Linked DNA regions of Zea mays: regions 2, 3 and 4 are each linked to region 1. The links are chromatin contacts, called in public Hi-C maps. All regions are on one chromosome and are shown on one strand. Each heading gives the region's core, a stretch centred on a gene start, on an enhancer-like site or on the middle of the called end of the contact. The rest is flanking DNA. Distances are from core to core; before and after follow the strand shown.

What was found. Hi-C and Micro-C count contacts between places; a contact is called where the count stands out from the background.
Region 2: a contact with region 1 is called in a Hi-C map of leaf, with 7 times the contacts expected there. The contact joins the promoter of LOC100192600 here to the promoter of LOC103651046 in region 1. A contact is called at or near these places in 2 of 25 Hi-C or Micro-C datasets (ear and leaf).
Region 3: a Hi-C map of endosperm shows a contact between it and region 1, with 2.1 times the contacts expected there. The contact joins the promoter of LOC100285510 here to the promoter of LOC103651046 in region 1. A contact is called at or near these places in 5 of 25 Hi-C or Micro-C datasets (bundle sheath, ear, endosperm and 2 more).
Region 4: a contact with region 1 is called in a Hi-C map of tassel, with 2.8 times the contacts expected there. The contact joins the promoter of LOC101027153 here to the promoter of LOC103651046 in region 1. A contact is called at or near these places in 2 of 25 Hi-C or Micro-C datasets (ear and tassel).

What each region holds. Positions count from the first base shown.
Region 1 is chr3:187,592,361-187,597,593 of Zm-B73-REFERENCE-NAM-5.0, reverse strand. LOC103651046 (interactor of constitutive active ROPs 2, chloroplastic-like) reads right to left here and starts at 2,887. Exons shown (of 3, transcript NM_001322867.1): 1 at 2,271-2,887; 2 at 768-906. The coding sequence starts at 2,293.
Region 2 is chr3:187,396,965-187,402,197 of Zm-B73-REFERENCE-NAM-5.0, reverse strand. LOC100192600 (40S ribosomal protein S23) reads right to left here and starts at 3,145. Exons shown (of 4, transcript NM_001137815.2): 1 at 2,986-3,145; 2 at 1,997-2,152; 3 at 1,785-1,911; 4 at 1,359-1,696. The coding sequence starts at 2,990. The coding sequence ends at 1,556.
Region 3 is chr3:187,779,479-187,784,711 of Zm-B73-REFERENCE-NAM-5.0, reverse strand. It overlaps LOC100285510, which reads right to left and starts at 2,666. Exons shown (of 9, transcript NM_001158402.2): 1 at 1,976-2,666; 2 at 1,777-1,872; 3 at 1,573-1,665; 4 at 1,395-1,480; 5 at 1,048-1,308; 6 at 173-300; 7 at 1-88. The coding sequence starts at 2,369.
Region 4 is chr3:187,721,451-187,726,683 of Zm-B73-REFERENCE-NAM-5.0, reverse strand. LOC101027153 (histone deacetylase 10) reads left to right here and starts at 2,754. Exons shown (of 9, transcript NR_183228.1): 1 at 2,754-2,954; 2 at 3,791-4,095; 3 at 4,564-4,638; 4 at 4,951-5,052; 5 at 5,176-5,233.

The sequences.
Region 1 (5,233 bases), core at 1,638-4,137:
TGGTCCCGGTCCCAAACCAAGAGTTTGCGTCAGTTCTATCAGATGCGCCTGTTTTGCCGTTGGTTGCAGCGACACTGGTGGTAGCAGAACTGGTACCGCTATCTTAATCCACCAGTTTGGTAGCAACGCGAGGACCAGCTTCAATTATTTCAGAGATTTGCTAGCCATTCAATATCTCTGGACCATTTGATTTGGGCACTTAGCCAGCACCTAATACTTGTCTGTTTCAGTCTAACTGACAGTTTGCTCCATCATGAGAGACGGAGAGCGAGACCCAACCGCTCCCAAGTCCTAACCGAGCGCTAATAACATGAACCATGAGAAACGATATACAAAATCGACGCATTTAAGAGCAGTTAACAGTCTTCAAAGGCTTGTGATGAACTTAATTGAACGGTGCTCCTGATATGATAACACCGACGTACTACCAGACAGAAACACTAATGGAGTGTTTGTTTAAGGAATGATGTAGTCCATCATCTTCTCACTCCTCACTTTTTTGTTTGGTTTGTGGAATGGAGTGAGTTAATCTATCACCACTTCATTCATCATACTTAGTTGTTTAGTACTAATATGTGGAATGGAGTCATCCACCAAATTTGAGAAATAGACTCATGATGCACCACTTCATTTTGGATAGAGTGATTCAATCAAACCAAACACCTCATAAAGTTTGTCTTATATATATCTTCTGCCTGGCGAAATTACTGTATGTAACAGCATTCCGAAATGGAGCAACAGCAGGGAGAGGGGGAGTCGCCATTTACCTCTCTCTCGGCGCTCACCGCCGTGCGGCGGTCGACCTTGGGGCTGAGGCCGGTGGGCGACTCGGCCATCCTCGCCGTCCGGCCGGCCTTGTTACCGCCCAGGGAGGACGTCCGGGTGGGGTGTTCCAAGGAGCCATTCCTTCACGCCAAAAGAAGATAAACCACAGCATCATCAGGTATGAGTCCGAGGACCTCAAAAAAAAATCACAAATGGCAGCCAAGGGCAATCTCACCCCCCCCCCCCCCCCCCCCCCCCCCCCACAGCAGCGAGCAGCATGTTACCTGGAGCTGTTGCTGCTGGAATATAGCTTGAGAAAATGCATTTTGTTCAAGGACAGCATGCTCAGAAAAGGGGCGAAACCGCAGCGTTTCCCCTCATGCCAAATGCAAAGGGGAGGGAGGGAAAAAAAAGGAAAGCTTTTGCTTTGGAAACTCTAGCTCCAAAATCTAAACCGAGTAGAACAGGTTGGAAGCTCTGACGGGGAAACCGAACTAAAGAGCGCGGTGGAGTCCAGCCGAAGCCGCGTCGGGGAGGACGAGGCGGACGGGATCGATGCTCCAGCTCAACTCAGATGCAAAGCGAAGAAGAAGGAGAAGCAGCGAGATGCAACGGAGGGGGCGCACACGACAAAGAATCCGAGGCCGGAAAGCGCAAGAGGCCGACAGGGAATGGAGGGGAGGAGCAACGCCGAGCCGGGACTGGAGCCGACGAAAGGGGCCGCGGCATTAGCTTAGCATAATACTATTCTCCTCCTCCACCACCGCAGGCAAGCACGGGCGGGAATCAAAAGGCCGGGCAGAGTGCGAGATGGGGCGGAGGCGCGGGGCGCGCTTTGCTTTACAGATGCGGGTTAGGCAGCAAGTGGACCTGCCTGTCGTCCTTGGCTCCGAGCTCAAGAACGGGACAGACACCCCTTGCGCATGGAGCTATCCGCGAACAGTCACGGTCACATGCGGCCGTGATTTGAAAACTTGGCCGCTTCCTCCTCCTCGGCTCCATGAAAAAGGTAAAAAAATAAATGGGAAAGGGGGGACAGAGGCACAGAGCAGACAGATGGTGGTGAGGAGGAAAGCATAGTTAAGAGCCGCCCAATCGCATAACTCCATCCCAAAGCTTGCTGCGTGCACGTAAAATCGGCGCCGCAGCTGTGAACCTGTGAATTGCTGTGTCAGCCTCTGTTTATTGTGCCACCCCTGAGCTGAGAACATGCATGGATGAACAGTTCTCCCTGCACTTTGGTGAGGCGTGTACAGTCATAGAGTAGGAGATTAGCTCGTGCGAGGTCCAAAATGGCCAAACTGAAGAGAGAAGGCCCGAAGAGGAGAGAGAGAGAGAGAGAAGCACGGACATTGACTTGGAGAGGAGAATCTAATGAACAATCGGCAGGATTGACGCAGAGAGAAATAAACAAGAGAAGGATGGAAAAAAACGCATACGCATCAATCATCATCAGACGGCACATGGAATTTAGCGTGGAACGAAGGGGATGAAACTGAACAAACCTCGTCTTGGCCGCCGCCTGCATGGCGATACCCCTATGTTTATTCCCGGAGGCCGGAGCTCCGAGGCACACCGGCACAGGCTACCGCCACGCCTCCGAGAGACCAAGCGCGCGGAATGCTGCGAAATTGAAGGACAAAAGACGAAAGCGCGCGGCCGTCAGCTAGCTCCCGCTCCCTTTGCCATGGACGAGAGGCGGCACCGCGGCAGGAAAGATTGGTGTGTAGCAATGGCGACGGCGGAGCTTGCTATAGCCTATGGCCTATAGGTAGCGCGCTGTCTGCACGCGCGCAAAGCAGCTAAATAATGGACAACAACATGCAGCAACAACAACAACAACAGCACGGAGGCATTGGCTGCTGATGGCTTGCCCGTCTAATCTGGCACTAACTAGTCAGCACTCCAACCACTTAGCCAGCGACAGGGACAGCCGTGTGGTTTCTAAACAATTGACGGCATCCTTAAACCGGGAGGGACACATGACATGGTGAGGTTTCTTTAAGCTTGGCCACGGGGTGATGGCTTGGCGCGCGCTGCTCATGATCTCCGCTACGGGTGTGTGTAGAGAGGCCGGGGCCTGCAGGCTGCAGCTACATGCCTACATGGATGGACATCGTCGGCTCTCTCTGGTGGAGGATAATAACGCATTATACGCGCGCCACTACAACCACCAAGCTTAAGGCCGCCGAAAGGTAGGCCTGAAGCAAGCAAGCAAAGCAAAGCAAGAACCCACCACTCCACGGCTCCCCCCTTTTGTTCGCTCTCGCTCTCGCTTAGTCTTTGCACTCACTCAACGCCCCCACACGCACGAAAGCAGCAGCGGCGCGCCGCCCACACTCAGCACCCCCCGCTGCCTGCCTGGAATCGTGCGTGGTGCATAAGTAGTTGGGGCCTTAACAGAATGAAAGCCACGCCCGGATACAGAGCGACCTTTTTTTGTTAATAGCAGAATGAAGCGGCAGCCATAAGAAGGGACACGCGTACGTGTTTGCTTTGCTATGTTATCTTGGGCTTAGGATGACTGGATCTGTGGATGCCACGAGGACAAAGGCTTGGAGATGATCCAAGGCTAATCTTTCTCCTTTGTGTGTTAACTACCTGGGTAGATAAGTAGCAGCAGGAGTAAGCTGTAAGATACTGTCACGCTTGCATAGTGTGCAACCCGCCCTGATGTGATGAGATGACATAGCAAGTCGTTGAAAGAAGAAACCAGCTCACCTATACAGGACTCCGACTCGCTGCGCGACCAAGATGCCTTAACGTCTCCTCCTCTCCGTTGCTTGCCCGGCCCTTCATCTCATGCTCCGACGGAGTTGTGGGAGTGGGATGCCATCCTCTGTAATCAAGTTTAAGCTGTAAGCAGTGCAGGAAAGCAGTCAGGCCAGTCAAGGCTGCCGCGGCGACCAGAGCTGCGAGATGAGGAACAATCTTTTATGTGTGCTCGGTCTCCCGTGCCCTGCTAGAAAACCAGATGAAACGAGGTATTCGTATCCGTACCTGATGATTTTCGGCATTTTTTTTCTTTTTTCCTTTTCTTTTTGCCAGGAGATTCAACGCCTGCTGATGTTACCGTTGGGCTCGGACGTCGATCGCTGATCCCGGATAATGATGATCGCCCCGTGTTGTCCACTTGATCAGCGATGCTTTGTTTTCAGTACGGGAAAAGCGTAGACGAAGCACGTGGCAACCGTATGATCGAGACCAAAGGTCGCCTTGTTCGCTTCACATTATGCACTACAATTTATAGAGACAAAACACTGTAAGAAGTCGATAGGGATTAAAGGCAATCTAATAGGTTGATGCATGTTTTTTTTTTTCAATGCCTCCGCTGTCAGTGGAACGGCAATTGCACAAAAGGCTCCGACGACGCTCTCGTCGCCTCCGGCCACGTGGAATGTCTAGCAAGACGTTCAGATGACTGGTCTGTTGCTGCTCCGACAAGGGGAGCTGTGGATCGAAACTGGAGCAAATTGATTTGGTTGCATCGATCGTGAATAATCGCTATACGAAGAAACCTGGGACCCGGTCTGTTTACTGATCTGAATATTTGTATTTGTATACAACTTGTCCGCCTCCAAGACTGCTTTTGCAACTAAATGAAGATCTGATACAAAGTTTTTTTTATAGAAAAAACTAAGAATCTGTTTTCCCATAGCTTGTAAATACGGTAGCAGTGGGTCTCACGAAACCAGCTAAGAAAACTTAAAACAACTCCAAAGGAACGCGCAAACTAACCCTAAAACAGATATTAGTTAAGAATAGTGGTTTTTCTTACTCCAACAGTTCCCTCATTCTTCTCCAAAAAATTGGTGTCCCCGCATCGACAGCCTCCTCTCCCTCATATTTTGGTGTGTTCCATCCTTCTCCAATTTATTCCTCAACGTAACGGATCATCCATAGCCTCCCGACGACTGTACAGATTGTGTCATATGTCACATTTATAGTAACTGTTGGAGTAACCATCATGATTCACTCTTAAAACCTTTTAGCCTACTCTTAATAATCAGTTTTTGGGGTAAAAATTTTAACATCCTTTTATAGTTGCTCTTAGGGTCCGTTTGGCAAGAATATGGCTTTTCGTAAAAAAACAATTTTTTGGTAGAACTAAAGCTATTTCGTAAATCGTTTGATAAAAAAGGCTTATTCTAGAGAGCCAAAGTCATTTCCCTTATTAAAGTGGCACAGACAGAGCCGATAAAACTACTATTTGTGGCTTTTCTCCATAGTGTTATGAATCAACACGATACAAAGTAGATTAAACACAGATTTAACGTGGAAAACCCTTCCAAAGCTAAGGAAAAAACCACGGGCGCCGACCAGCAACAATATCACTATTCTTCGGGTGGTTACAGATTGCAGGAGATATACAAAAAGGTGGCGATCTCCTGCGATTACAAGTGTATTTATTGGCCGTCTTCTTCGGAATTTGGATCACAAACTCAACACATAGTACAAAAATGACTTT
Region 2 (5,233 bases), core at 1,896-4,395, 200 kb after region 1:
TACGAGGCACTATGTTTTACACCATGCAAGTTCATTGATCCCTCTTAATAGTACAACTGTTTATTCTATTAGTCCGGTCAATTTCTTCTCTAAACACCTGCTAACCGACAAAAGCAAAAACCTATGTTTTACCTTTGCCTTCACTCGATCCACAATCAATGGTTATGAGTCCGGAAGACTTTACTATGTCCTGTGGTCCAGTCCTGCATTCTTATTTCTCTAAGAATTGTTAGTCCACATTCAGTTGACATTAATTACCAAAACACCACTTAGGGGTCTAGATGATTCACAGTGGACGATGTGGAGCTAAGGGCTACAGAGTGGTGTCCTAGCTAAGTCTTGGCTTCGCGTCAGGACTCTGGCCTCTGGGTCCGTCGTATTTGTGTCTTGGTGCCCGTATGTGCATCTCCTCGTATCTCTGTGCTTCCCTCTTCTCTCTCCCTCCTATGCACGAGGACCGACCTTCTCCTTATATAGGCCAAGGAGGGGGTCGGCCGTCGGTTGCTTCCTCAAAAAGGAATCACTGGGCGATGGTACAACCGAGCATTTTACCATGGTGTGAAGCCACACGGACCCATGGGCCACGTGGACGTCTAAGTGTAGTTAGTGTGGTCGGTCACTTATTTTGGGCCAGTCACATGCCGAGCGAGTGATCCATTCGAGTGTCATTTGTACTTCTTCTCACCATAAATAATTACATTTGTACTTCTTGGCATGGGGCATGGGTGACAACACGAACGCAGCACAACGCAGAAAACAACACAAACGCAGCACAACTTCGTAGGTCTATATGCATGAGTGACACTATACCTCTATTCCTCAATCCTGTACACATAAACATCCTATGTCTGTCGCACACAATGTCTGTGCCTTCAGATAGCGTTTTATGACTTCCTGTCCAACATACTCACAGTGTCCTATTATTTGTTGTTCTGTTATTTGTTATTTAGGACGACACCATCTACAAAAATATATATAGTTTTAACCAATGGTTTTTTAAAATACAAATACACTCTTAATACATTTAGAATTTTATAAAAGTACATTTTAAAATAAGTCGGTGCATATAAATATTAGGTTTGAAAACTAAATAACAAAATAGATATTTACAAAGTTTTATAATTTTGACTCAAACTATGTCCAAAACAACAAATAATAGAACACTAGAACTAAATAATAAAGAACTAAATAATAGAACACTAGAACTGGAGGGAGTATAAAGTAAGTCTACCTAAGCTCTATCAAGATATGCAATTGTACAAAGCAATTACACTCTGTTCTTTTTTATTTGTATCGTTTTAGTTTAAAAAATAAACTGGCGGACAACAAATAAATGAACTTGCGGGCAACAAAAATTCTAGAAGAGGAAGTACATTGATATGGAATGATAGCACTCAACAGAAGCAAGTCTGAAAAGAAATCGTTTTCACCAACAAAATCTTAGGTTAACAATTGCACGAATGCACTGCAAACATAGCAAGCAACCATTCTTCTTAATCATCTAACGCCCTCCCGTTTCAACTCCACGCTTGCTGATTTTGGTAGCAAGAGCAATCTAAGACCTTGGCTTCTCTTTCTTCTCCTTGAAAAGGGCAAGCAGAGACACACCGGAAACCTTGACGACCTTGAACCGGACACCAGGAATATCTCCCACAGCGTGCCCCTTACGACCAAATCCAGCAATCAAGACCTCATCCTAGACAGAGATGGGACAAGTCAAGTTTGGGCTTGCACAATAGGCTGCAAACAAGAATTATAACAGTTCGGGACAAAGAGTATCATACATTTTCCTCAATGTAGTTCAAACAACCGTCATTTGGCACGAAGGCAGCAATCTTCTTGCCATTCTTAACAAGCTGAACACGAGCACACTTACGGATAGCGGAGTTGGGCTGCTTGGCCTCAATACCACTGCATTATTATCAGTGTTTATTTGCTCAATTGAGTTAAAAGGCGAAGTGTGCAAGAAAAAAGTAAAGTTTTAGCATCTGCTTACATCTTCTCCAGGACAATGCCCTTGGCATGGGATGACCCAGCGAAGGGTTTCTTCCACTCATTGCCCAAATGGCTCTTCTTGTATGCCTTGTCAGCCCACCGCTGGTTCCTGCGGTGGGTCTTGAGCTTGCGCCCGGCTCCCATACCACGTGTCTTCCTGTATAAGAAAGCAGATCACGTTTTAACATTTTAATGTAGTGGTCTATCCAAATGTGATAGACTACCACATTACAACTGGCAATGCATCCCAAAACCCCACATTACAACTGACAATGCATGCCAAAACCCTTTTTAACAGTGCTAGAAAGAAAAGGACTAATACCACACAACAATTCGACATTACATGAACAAAACAGGTAACCGAATGTCTGAATCAAGATATTAGTCGATATATTGACACACTTATATACAGTTTTCCTAGTTCTAATTAAGTTTTCGTCACCTCACTGTGTACTAGAATAAGCGTCTAAAATGTTTGTGAGAAAAACACTAGGTGCACTACACCTGCAGTACCTGAACAGCTAAACTGTTGACTCTTAAATAAATGGATTATAACTGTAATCGCTTCAAGGCTCCAAATCGGGAGTTTCGCAAAACTTCAAATGAAGTTTCACAAAAAAAGGCGACTCTTTGAAAACGCGAAGAATAATGAAGGTGTATGCTACCATGCATAGCTTCCCAAATCCAAGTAACTGGACCAAGAAAGATATTGCTACACAGCAGCAACGGATTAATGTCGCTTATGAATATGTTTAGCGCTGACGTTGTAGTATCTGATCAGCACTGGACCGTCAATAAGCTTCACGTGGATACTGAGAAGAAATCAAAATAGATCACGATGTATACTTCACATTAGCGCAAGCAAAGCTGCGCGTCAAGCAACCAGATGCACTTATGCAGTCACACCGAACCACACTCATAATCGCTAAGCCAGAAAATAGATGGACACGAGGATAGATCAAAAAACTTCAACAGAAGACAGTGAGATACCCCATGTTGACGGAAGTTCTCTGGAGCGCTTCGCGGCGACGGCTGCAAGAAGCGGAACACGAGCTGGGAGCGGGAGCGGCGGCGGCGGCAGGAGAGGGGAAAAGATGGGAGGGGAAGGTATTTATATGCGGGGCTTTGGTGTTTAGGGTTTGGCGGTGTTGCTGCTTGCTTTGAGATCCGTGCTTCTGAATAGAAGCTACGGTCGTGATGGTTAGCGTTGGCGTAGGGATTGGAACGGTGGACTCGGTCTACCACGGTGGTTGCGGGGAGTGCAAAGCCGGGGAGGGGACAAACTTGGGGGCTGTTTGGTTGGTGTCTAAATATGCCACACTTTGACTAAGGTTAGTCGTTCGAATTGAAAAACTAATCTTAGGCAAAAAAAAGTTAGGTAAAGTATGACAAGTTAGGTATCAAACCAAACTTTATTTATGTCTTTACTCTACTACTTATTAAGTACGTACAGTGTAGACTTCTAACATTACCATGTCCCCGCCTCTCGCTCGTGATTTCCCTGCACCCACCGTTGTCGTCTTCAGGGTCTGTCTCCTTGGCCCGTGCTCCCCCACCTTGGCGCCGCAACCCACGACGTGCTTGGCTCTGGGACCCCTCAGTCTTCCCAGCCCTCCAAGTTTCGAATAGACCTCATGGAACGCCCGTCCTCCCCTGCTTGCCCCCACCCCCACCCCCCGTCCTCCCAAAGATGGTTGTTGCCGCCTTCGACCACGGTGGTGAGGGAATGGACAAGGGGCATGAGGACGAGGAGGGATCGACCACGGTGGTGATATGAACTAAATTACTCTTATAAATATCATGCATAACACCAATTTAAACAAGATAAGAAATAGCATGATTATTTAATTAAGTTTACATGGCAGGTTTAATTCATAGCATGGTGAGTGATTAATGTGGACGATTCTAAACCAATTTAGACATGAAGGAATACATCACATAGTATTGGATTGATCTTCTTGAACGTTAAATGGCACACTCCATTTGAGAAACACGTTCTCATGTTGTGAGACTACATAAACACTTGGATAGAAACATTAGTCTCACAACTCTAGTTATATAGAGAATTTCCCTTTTAAAAAGTGTTCTTGAGAATTTGAATTTCTTACTTAGCACTCTATTCATTTAAGAACTTGGTATAATCCTCTTTATGTTTAGATAATGGCATTAATAAGAATCAATTTGAAATATGCCAAGAAATACTCATCACCAATTAAAGCATGTGGATTGCCACATATAAGAATGATGAATATGAGATCTACCATGTGATTGGATCTTTTTCAAGTCAAGATAGAATCTTTTAAGTTCATCCTCAAGTGCTTCATTTTTCCTATGTGCCTACGTAAGACACAAATGAATATACTAATTGAAAGCAATGTGCACTTTTAGATTTAATTGTTACTGTCCTTTAGATATCCCTTAGTTATAGGTCTTTTGTTTGATTTCCATGAAGGTAAATCCTTTGGTCCCTACAACATAAGATCTTGCTCGAGATGAATATGAAGTTATAAATACATCAATTCAATTCATCTTTGGGTCAATCTTAAAGAATAGATAATGTAAGATTGATAGCTTGAGATAAAGATTGAGTTAAACCACTCAAGCACCCAAAAGCTTCATATCATCTCTGGGTACCTACAAATTCTTTCAAACATATTTTGGTACCCATTCATGGGACAATCCTTGCATAGGTGTCCCTTTTGTGACATATGTAGCAAATATGTTGCTTGTCCTTGCAAGGTATTTGCCTTTTGCTTGTTACTTCTTTGTTTATGGGTACTTCTCCTTGCATCCATAGCACCTCTTATCTCTTCTCTCTGATCTTTCTTTGTTGAAACACATAGGTACATTGTTAGAGCATATAATATGAGCATTAATTTTCTCACCTTGAATTTTGCTCATGCCTTTCTTGAAAAGCTTGATACTCTTTTGAAGGGTTTTGAGCATGCTACGGTTGCCCCATTCACAAGCTTTTTCACCATGTCATCACAATTATCTTGAAAAGGTTGAGCATGACACTTTCCCTTTAAATGAGTTAAGCTCCTTCTTAGCCACTCATTTTCTTTCTTGAGCTCATTGTTTTCTTTTGCATAGGAAACATTACTTGTTCCTAAAAATTCTAGCTCAATGGAAGATTGGCTTTCTTAAGAGCAACATTTGTTAGCACATGATAATATAGTTTCAATTTCAACACACGTGCATGTGTGAGGTTGATATGAATTTAAACTAGTGAGAACAA
Region 3 (5,233 bases), core at 1,417-3,916, 190 kb before region 1:
CCAGATCTTGATACCAGCTGCTATCAGTTCTTGGTAGATTGGAAGCATAGATCTTGGGGAATCAGCCCAGTAGGATCCAACAATATCGCTGTGACAGATAGTGTACATGAGTTCACATGTCTAAAAAAGGAACATCAAATATATGTATACTCTCAAGTACAATCATTATAACCTGCATGTTTGCCAAGGGTAATGAATTCCAGTTGTATTTGCATGCAATGCCATCTGCACTTCTGGCCTGTTGTAGTAAATACTTGCATATCTTTCAGTACAAGGATCATAGGCTCTGGACAACCAAGGCTGTGGATGGGGAACATGTAATTAGACATAGAAATGAAATGGCTCAAATAGTTTCTTTGATAGAAATATACAGTGAATCAAGTTTAGAAAGAAATGTTAATAACAATAACGAGGAAAAATATCAAACATAACTTCATTCACAGTAGAGATTTGCAGAACTGTATCCATTTATTCCATATAAGTATATCCAATGTAAATTGCCCGACACAAGCATAAATGCACATTACAACCAACAAATTAAGTGTTAGATGTCACAGTTGGATAAATGCATTGTGTGCTAAATGCAAACTTGCCCTGAAGTAATCAGCAATCACAAACTGTATATGTCCTTGTTAGTGAATCTCTTTATTCCATCCAGTTGCCTTATGTAGCATCAGCTGTTGCCAAAAATAATGATTGGTTTTGTGATGGACCTTTCTTGCGCTTTTCTGAACCACAGCACAAAACTAACAGTGAACCAATTGGTTTGACAGAAAATTGATTTTGTTTATGCTCCATATTAATTTGGTATGTAAATGGAGCTACTACATGTTAAAGTAAATGAATCGTGCTTCATCTGATAGTTTCAGTAGCATTTGGCGACTGACATTGCATTGCTCTCTGATGAGTGTGAATGGTGTCAAAAGTAAATGGAATAGCTATTTCAGTTACTAAGAAATGGAAGTCTGGAGAAGTAGATATATGAAATGATACCGCAACAAGATTACACAGTGGGAATTCAAGAAGGCAAAAAAGAAAAGCACTTACGTAGCGTCCACCCAAGCCAAGCTTGAGAGAGGCGGTGTCATTGCATGGCTTTGTATTCAGACTATAAGGATCAATATTGCCTTCTTCAGCACTGGCTAGATTCAGGTTCTTGACACAGTCAGGTGAAGGGTGCTGTGAGGATTCAAGCAAACATGTCGCCTTCAAGTTGTGATAAGTCTTGTCAGAGATCAGACCATGAGTCCACCAAAACTCAAAGGTACCAAGGTAATCATGGTAGTCATCAGTGACTGCATTGCCCACCTTAATTTTTCAGGAATTACAAAACTTCAGAAACAGGTATAAATAAAGTGGAACTAGTACAGATAAAAATCGAGCCTGAGGTTTACCATGAATCCTTTGAAATTAATTGTTGGATTCTGAATGCCCTTGTTCTTTTCATATATGAGCTGGGCTAACTGTGGAACGTAGTGACCTGCACGCATCAGAGGCCAAACATTTCAACTCTTTCACACTAAAATAAGCCGGCCCAAACAGAATTCAGAACTTGTGACACACGAACTTTACCCGCGTAACTTTCCCCAGCAATATAGAACTCCCTGTACTTGTACTGTGGGAATCTCTCCAACCAGTTCACAAGAAAAGCGTAGGCATCCAGTGCTACAAGAAAAGACAAATGCAAGTACAAGCATTAAGGTTGGTACTCCTGAATTGTTGATGAACCAAGGTAACCGGGCAGCTCGAGCAGGAATGGCCATGAATCAGTTTTACCTGTCTTTGCATCTCCTGCGGTGTACAGATCCAGCGACGAGTTCGAGTACGAGAACCCCACGCCGGCCGGCGACTCCAGGAAGAGCAAATTGGCCGCTGCAGTCAACCGTGGAGCAAGCAAACCGGAAACAAATCAGCCACATCCGGCACCAGCATTGCAGAACGGATTCCGTGTCTAACTGAGCTCAAGAGCACGCACCCTTGTTCCAAGAATTGGGGTTGAGGTAGAGAGTCTGGCCGTCCGGCCTGATGCGGAACGGGCCGACCTCCTCGGACGCGCCGTAGCCGACTGACGAGCATCCAGGGCCGCCGTTGAGCCAGAGGACGAGCGGCGCGATGGGCCCGGCCGCCGGCACCGCCTCCACGAGCCAGTAGAAGAGCGCGCGCCCCCGCGCCGGGTTGACGGTGACGTAGCCGGAGTACTGCGAGAACCCCACGTTCGGCGGCTGGCCCGGGAGCTCGCGGATCCGGTCGCTCTCCTGGTCAGCAGTGACCATGGCCCCCGCCCCCGCTAACACCAGTAGATGCAGCAGCACCGAAGCCCCGAACTGGTGACGCATTGCCATTGGGGACGAGCTCCAATGCCTGGGCATGGGCAGAGGCAAGCTGCCAATGCGGCTCTCCCCTGGAGACTGGAGTGGGAGGGAGTCGACTTCAAGTAGTGGAAGCAGAACTGTGCTTGCACTCCAGCAGTCCTTGCACAGTTGCGCTTGAGGAGAACGCAACAGCACTCCAGCAGCTGCTGTTGCTGCTGGTGCTGACCAATGAGCAGGGGCAGGGAGATTGCTTGCGCAGTTGCCTTGATATCAGTGGGGATTTTAGGTCCGCACGCCAGCCTCAGCCACTCCCATTGACCAAGGACAGCTCAGGGGCGCTGGAGCGATGTCTCCTTGAAGCGTCAAAGGACCGAAGGAGGGAGCCGCGGAGGCAGCTGACCTCGTCCGCTGCCCGCTGGCTCTGACCAGCAACGCGCGGGCGCGGCCGGTAGGTGCGGGCAAGTACAAGCCGAATGTGCCGAGATTTCCTCACCCGCTTCGATGATTGATTGGGCACGGGTACAGCTCAAGGCGCCGTGCAAAAAGGGCCGGATCAGATCGCGCGCCGTACCAGCACTGGCCGAACGGGAAAACCTGCGTGCTACAGTACAGCGCGGCAAATTGGTGGTGGACTGGTGGTGCCGGTGGTGCGCGTGAGACCGATTCAGCCGAGCTGTGCCGTGGGGAAGGGCGGAAGCGGCTGAAATGAGGCACATGGGATGGAGGGTTGGAGGGAAACCGCGCGGGACTCAGGAAAGAGGAGGAATCCAGGGGTTGGGAGCTTGGGGCGCATCGCATCTGCTCCGCGGCGTCCGTCGGCAGTCGCGTGCGCGCACGAGAGAACATGGAAAGGGACAAGCAAACCAAACCAAACCAAACCAAACACGCGGGCTGCTACAGAATGCGAGGGATCGTGAGCTGTTTGGCATGGTTCGTTTGGAGAAGTGGTGCTCGACAGCGCAGGCACAGGCACAGGCGCAGGCATAGAGGCGCTTCCGCTGGCGAAGCTCTGATGATGATGGCAAGGACTAGCTATCTTCTTCGCAAAAAGAACAGCAATGACCGAACCACAGAATCATTGCATCAGTCAGAAAAAGTAACGATTGTTTAAGGGAGCTCCACGCCCACACCATGAGGCCACGAGTAGGATAAAAACAGACCAAAACGGTGGGAAAAGCCCCTCACTATTTTCGTTACCATATTTTTTTACACCAGGATCGATATAGTAAAAGAACGGACGATTGTGGATTATACAGCTAGACGAAAACAGATTAAAACGAACGGTAACTGAAAACTTTGATCGGAATATGCAATATTGTATAGTCACTCAGCAAACTATAATATTAAGAGTTTAGAACACTATAAAGGTGTTAAAGATAGATCCACGTTCTAGCTCTAATGTGAAGCTGTAATTTATAATGTCAATTTAAATAGTTTTACAAATATTTTTATCTAAATAATAAACAAAATGACTTATCTAAATATCTTCTAAAGACTTACAACTTCAGCTCTACAATTTTCTGGAGCACCTAATGACTTGCTCCACTGACTCCACCAATTTTTTTAGTTTTAATTGTCCCAAACAGGACCTATAAATCACAACTTCACAAGTTTTTAAGTCACACAAAACATGTCTTTTTCAAAAAATCAACCACTTATGTAAGGACAACACTTTTTTCGCCAACATTCTTTAATCATGAATCCAAACTTGTGGATACATAAGACAAGAGGGAGTATCCTGTACGGTTGTAGTAACACGCTGATATGATAACATCAAAGATTATGCAAGCAAGTCCTAATCCACCAGGCCATCACAAGCATCACAATTCGCAGGCTTCGGTTTCAAGGACAATAGTTCACATGCAAATAAAAAAACAATAAAATTATCCACCACAAGCTACACAAGATAGTCCAATAAAGTTTAAACCACAATAAAATTATCCACTAAAACTAGTTCATACTATTATAGTCTCCAATAAATAAAAATAGAGAATCAAAGATTAAGCAAGCATGTCATAGAGGGTATGGCTAAGACAATACCTTTTTGTATATTGTTTTATATGCTACCTAAAACGGGATATTGGAAACGCGAAAACAGGAATATCATGGTAAAAATGGGATTTTGGAAATACAGAGTGACGGACGGAAAATACTAAAGCGTTTTCGTTCTCGTTCCCTCAATATACCATCTCATTTTCGTCTCGCTTCTATTTTTCCTCGCAAATATGAAAACGGACCGAATAAAAAATTGAATATGGTACCAAACGAAACGAGATTTTTTCGTCCGTTTTCATCCTCACGAGGCCACGCTAAAAAATTCAGTTTGTAAGACTTCAATCTCCTTTAAGGACCGTTCGGATATTCGATTATCCATGAACAGTTTCTGAGAATGGTTCATGGCGAAATGGTTGTCTAATTTGTATCGGTATTATTCCATCATAAACGAATGGGCCCTTAATGGGTGTAGTGATTGATTTCTTTACCATTGAACTGTATATTTTGCACTTCTTCGATTCTAAATTAAACATAAAACTCTTGACATCTAATAAAAAGGTAAATTAGTCAATTACTTTTTTACTAATATAAGGACTCTATTTTATGTCTAGTTAGACATTCTGCAATACATAAACTATCTTATGCGCAATTACGGTTTTAACTAAGTGTTATTATCTATATCATAAAAATTATCCAACCTATCTTCTAAACCTAGAACTAAACTAGAATGGTAAAAGCAAACAACCAAAGCATATAACGTAAGGGTTTTTTCAGATATATGGCATTATGAAATTCGAGTATTCTAAATATGCCATTATAATTCGTGATACATGGTGGCTGCTATTACTAGATCTAAAAAATTGTCCTCAGTCATTATCTACACCCACGTGTGTAACGTACATCAACATTGCCCCTTTTACCCTTCT
Region 4 (5,233 bases), core at 1,505-4,004, 130 kb before region 1:
ATCTCAAAGAGAGCAAGTTGATCTTGATGATATAGATGTGAATGAGGTTTCGACGGCCACAATGAGGACTACGGCGATAGGAGATGTGCGACCATAGGAACAACAAAAGAAACAAGACCAGCCTTCTTCCTCAATGATGGTGCAACCTCCAAGTAAAGATGAGGAATAGGTACCTCAAGATGTTGGCATGGATCAAGTGGGAGCGCATGAACAAGAAGACAAGGAGGAAGAAGAAATACCACAGGCACCTCCAGCACCAATCTGCGCCACCATACAACGGGATCATCCCGTGACCAAATCCTAGGTGACATCAGCAAGGGAGTAACTACTCGTTCATGTATTGCTATTTTTTGTGAGCACTACTCCTTTGTTTCTTCTATTGAGCCTTTCAGGATAGAAGAAGTCTTGCATGATCCAGATTGGGTGATGGCCATGCAGGAAGAGCTCAACAACTTCAAGAGAAATGAAGTATGTAGCTTGGTGCCACATCCAAAGCAAAATGTTGTGGGAACTAAGTGGGTGTTCCGCAACAAGCAAGATGAGTCAGGGGCAGTGACAAAAAATGAAGTGAGACTTGTGGAAAAGGGTTATGCCTAAGTCGCAGGTTTGGATTTTGAGGAGACTTTTGCTCCTGTAGCTAGACTTGAATCTATTCACATTTTATTAGCCTATGTTGCTCACCATTCCTTTAAGCTCTTTCAAATGGACGCGAAGAGCGCTTTCCTTAATGGGCCTATCAAGGAGGAGGTGTACATGGAGCAACCCCCCTGGCTTTGAGGACGATAGGTATCCCGACCATGTTTATAAGCTCTCTAAGGCGCTCTATGGGCTTAAGCAAGCACCAAGAGCATGGTATGAATGCCTTAGAGATTTTCTTATTTCTAATGCTTTCAAGATTGGGAAAGTCGAACCTACTCTTTTCACTAAGACATGTGATGGTGATTTGTTTATATAACAAATATATGTCGATGACATAATATTTGATTCTACTAATCAAAAGTCTTTAGAGGAGTTTAGCATGCCAATGATGCAAAAGCTTGAAATGTCAAAGATGGGCGAGCTGACATACATTTCTAGGATTCCATGTAAAACAGCTCAAGGAAGGAATCTTCATCTCTCAAACAAAGTACACACAAGATCTTCTTAAGGAATTTGGAATGAAGGACGCAAAGCCCATCAAAACGTCGATGGGAACAAACGAGCACTTGGACCTCGACGCAGGAGGTAAGTCCATTGATCAAAAGGTATATCGGTCTATGATAGGTTCCTTGCTTTATATTTGGGAAAGTAGACTGGATATTATGCTTTCCATTTGCATGTGTGCTAGAAGATAGACTCTCATTTGAAGAAGCAACTCTTGGCAAGGAAGAACTTGTTTTTGTTCCTCTTCTTATCTAAGCCTTCTTGCTCTATTCGCTACATATTCCTTTGTGTTGCCTCGAGTTAATTCCGCATTCTTTAGAAGCAACACTTTTGCAAGAAAAAGACTTAGTTCTATACTCCGATTATTGTTCATCTTGTTCTAACCGCTAACTAAGGGGATCAAGTTTTGCTTTAAAGCTGTAAATTTCAGGTTTCACATATTTACCCCCATCTAGGCGACAATCAGCTAGTAATGTAATTTAAAACATAAGATACATGACACATAATTTATCTTGTGGTTTAGCTCGTCACTAAGGCTCAACAATGCACATGTTGTTAAGGAAGCCATGAAGTCTTTGGAGTATCTTTTAACTTGTTCTTCTTCTATAACTCACCACCAAGGTGATGAGCTTAAGATTTTCCCTAATATTTTTGGCAATACAAACTTTCTCGTGGCTCACCACAAGCACGGGAGCCTGCTGGGTAACGCCTAACCATCTAGGAGGCTTCACCTCCAATAATAACAGATGTTGGCTATGCTCGACAAGTATTTAAGGTTGGCTTGCTCTTCTAGATACCTCAGTAAAAATATCGACACCTCAATAGGAGTTTATATCTCTATCGTATTTAAGCTTCTGCACTTTTATACTGTTACTTTTGGTTGTGTGATTTATCTGATTAGCTTAGTTATAGACAAGTGGATATGTCTAGAACCTATGTTATAAAACTCCTCTTACGGTAGAGATATCAATACTTAGAGAAAACATTGGACATATAAATGTTTGATTATTTGTATAGGTTTTATTTAAGAGAAAAGAATAAAACTGTTGGTCAGTGAAAAAAATAGTTGTCCTAATTCACTCTCCTCTTAGGCGATCTCGTTTCTACAAGTGTATTCTTCCTTATATATTATGGTAGTGTCATATCTAGTACAATGTTTTCCATATCTTATATTCAGTTAAGATCTGTATCATGTTTATACTTCTGAAATCCTTCTAACGATAGGCCTTGTAATTGTCGAGGGCTCGCAGCCAAACCCATGACCTCATGACCATAGTACATATCTTCTCCTTAAGCTTAATTTGGCTACCCATGTATATATTATTGACAACTTCTATCCTTTATCCACTTAAAAATCTATACAATGAATAATATATCTTTATGGAATTCTACAACCTAAATTCTAATCCTATCACTAGTTAAAAAAACTAAACTAGAAAATTAAATACACAATCTAGGTAAGCAATAAATAAAGTGTGGAAGTTTAATTGAAACAGAGAACTCCGATCCATAAATGGAGGGCAAAATCAGAATATACAGTACCAGTACCAGGATTTTAGGATTGATTAGTGACTGTGACCCATAACTCACCCTGCTCGCCAGCCTTTTGTCCTCCATCCAGTTTCCCCTGCCCCCGGCTGGCCGGCATACTAGATACTACCCTCTGTCGGTGTCTTGGTTCCCCGTCCTATCGCGTGCGCTCTGTGGACCGTGGTGGCGACTACTGGGTGGCCGCCGCCACCCCCGCTCGGCCGCCCTACGCCAGGTGCTCACCGTCTTCGGGACCTTCGCCGGCAACGAACACTCACCAGGTATTGCGCACAGGCGGCACAGCGCACCCCTTCTCTTCCGTTACTGCTGTGCTAAACCGAGCACCCAAACCCATGCTATATCCAATTATAAGTGTATTATGCATATTTAATGCACCAATGCCTACAGAAGTTCTTTTTTCGTTTTTTATGCGCAAAAAAAAGCAGGGTGGCACGGTGCATTTATGTTCTTTACTGGGTCCGTGGTCCGCCACTTCTATCATGCGCAGAGGAAGCAGAACTAGAAAATTACGTTCATGTCAAGCAGAGGAAGCAGAACTAGAAAATTACGGATTCAACTAGATGCGCAGAGCTCCATGGTCCTGGGGGAGATAGTTGGAATTTTGCCATCATCAGATGGCATGTTGATTTATATGCTAAAAGCTGTTGGAATGAAGAGGGGCCGTTGTTGGCCCTGCCTCAGATTGAAACCACATGCTATAATTATATTGCCTTGAACCCTTTATCACCTTTTACAGTGGTCGTTTATGTAATCATTTTATGCTAGAATGGAGCGGGGTGTCACTAGACTGCACTGCTTAGTTACTCGTAATTTGTAAAGATGGAAGAAGATATGATTGGGAAATACCTTGATTTCATTTGTAGTTCTATTTTTCATACCAAACATTTGACTTACATCTGGTAGGATGGTGTTTGGACGTGTGCTGCACATATTTTTATTCAATTGTTTCACATGATATAATGCCTATACTAAGCCTTTTTCTTCTATCAGGATGACAACATTTATATCATTCTAAGTTTATTACAAACCACCAACTTGGAGTGTGCAGTTGGTGCCTTAGTTATGATCTTAACTTCTATTTTCTGTCCACATGCAGTTGTAATGATTGGTGTAACGTATACCGGAAATCTGTCCCTTTTTTCAGGGAGGATGTTGCCCTTGTTTAGACACTGCTGTGCCTTTGGAAGTCATCATCCTCATCCCTTAATTTGGAGGAACATCTTCCAAACATCGCGAAGAGAACAAAAACAAATCAGGAGTTGGGATGCACAGTGCTCAGCAAATCAGGATCAAGCTTCTATAGAGAAATGCAATGCTCCAAAGAATTTACCAATACCTGATAATTCACTTCTCGATGCTCGTATTCTCTATTGTACCTCTCCTGCCCTGGGTCATAACAAAGTAAGCAATTCAGGTTCCTGTTTCATAGTAGAATACATTCAGTTGCATGAATGCTTTGCTACTCATTTTCATGAGCTGCCTGTTGACTCAAACTTTAATATTTCGTATGATTCATTTTTCCATAAAGCATACCTCATCTTAAAATTCATATTTGAAGAATGCCTTTCGACTTTTTTTTGAGGAGGGGCAGGGTGGGGGAGGGGGAGGAGCAGTGATTTTATGTCAACAATACATGACTACTTTATGTCGTCATGGTTGAAAACTTAAATACTGAGTTGCTGAATAATATGCAATAGTTCTAGACCATCTATGTAAATGGTTGTTAACTAAAAACCATTCTGTACCTTACTATGCAACAAATTTTTTGAAAAAATATACATAGACTTATAGAAGTCACGATGTAATAGGTGGTCCTATCCGTGTTGTGCATTATATCATAATATTTTCTGCTTCTTTTTTTGTATCCAGGAAGCACACCCAGAATCGAACAAAAGAGTTCCTGTGATAGTTGATACTCTTGAGAAATTGGAGCTTAGTCCCAAGGTATACCAGCAATACTACAAATATTCACAACTATTTTTTTTGGAAATTTGCCTTAAAGAAGGCACCTTTATTGTTTCAGTTGACCTTTATTTGAAAACATGCTAAAGTTGAATCATATAAAATGAAATAGGATGAGCAATCCACTTGAGGACATTGTCTTTTTTTTCACTATGTTTCAACAGTTCCTTTTGTCTTTAGTCAAACCTTCTGGGTTTTTGGCATGTTTCTTTCTTGTACCATGTACAATTCCATTTCACTAGAAAAGGATGAGTATTCATAAGTTAAATGTCATCTCATTTGTTTACTTTTCAGCATCGTGGTTCACAGGTTCTTGAAATTCAAAATTTCAACCCTGCTTCTCTAGATGATGTTGCACGAGTTCATTCAAGATCTTACATCACTGGACTAGAAAAGGTACTTGTCATCAAGCTCTCTTTATTTATTCTTACTTTTCTGACAATAAGATACTTTTCTCTACTGGTGAAAATCTATCAGATAGGTTTGAAATAATGCTGCGATTTGCTTAATATGTGGCAGAATGTGGCTGCAGGCTATGGGCAGAGCTTCAGATGAAGGTCTGATATTGATTGAAGGG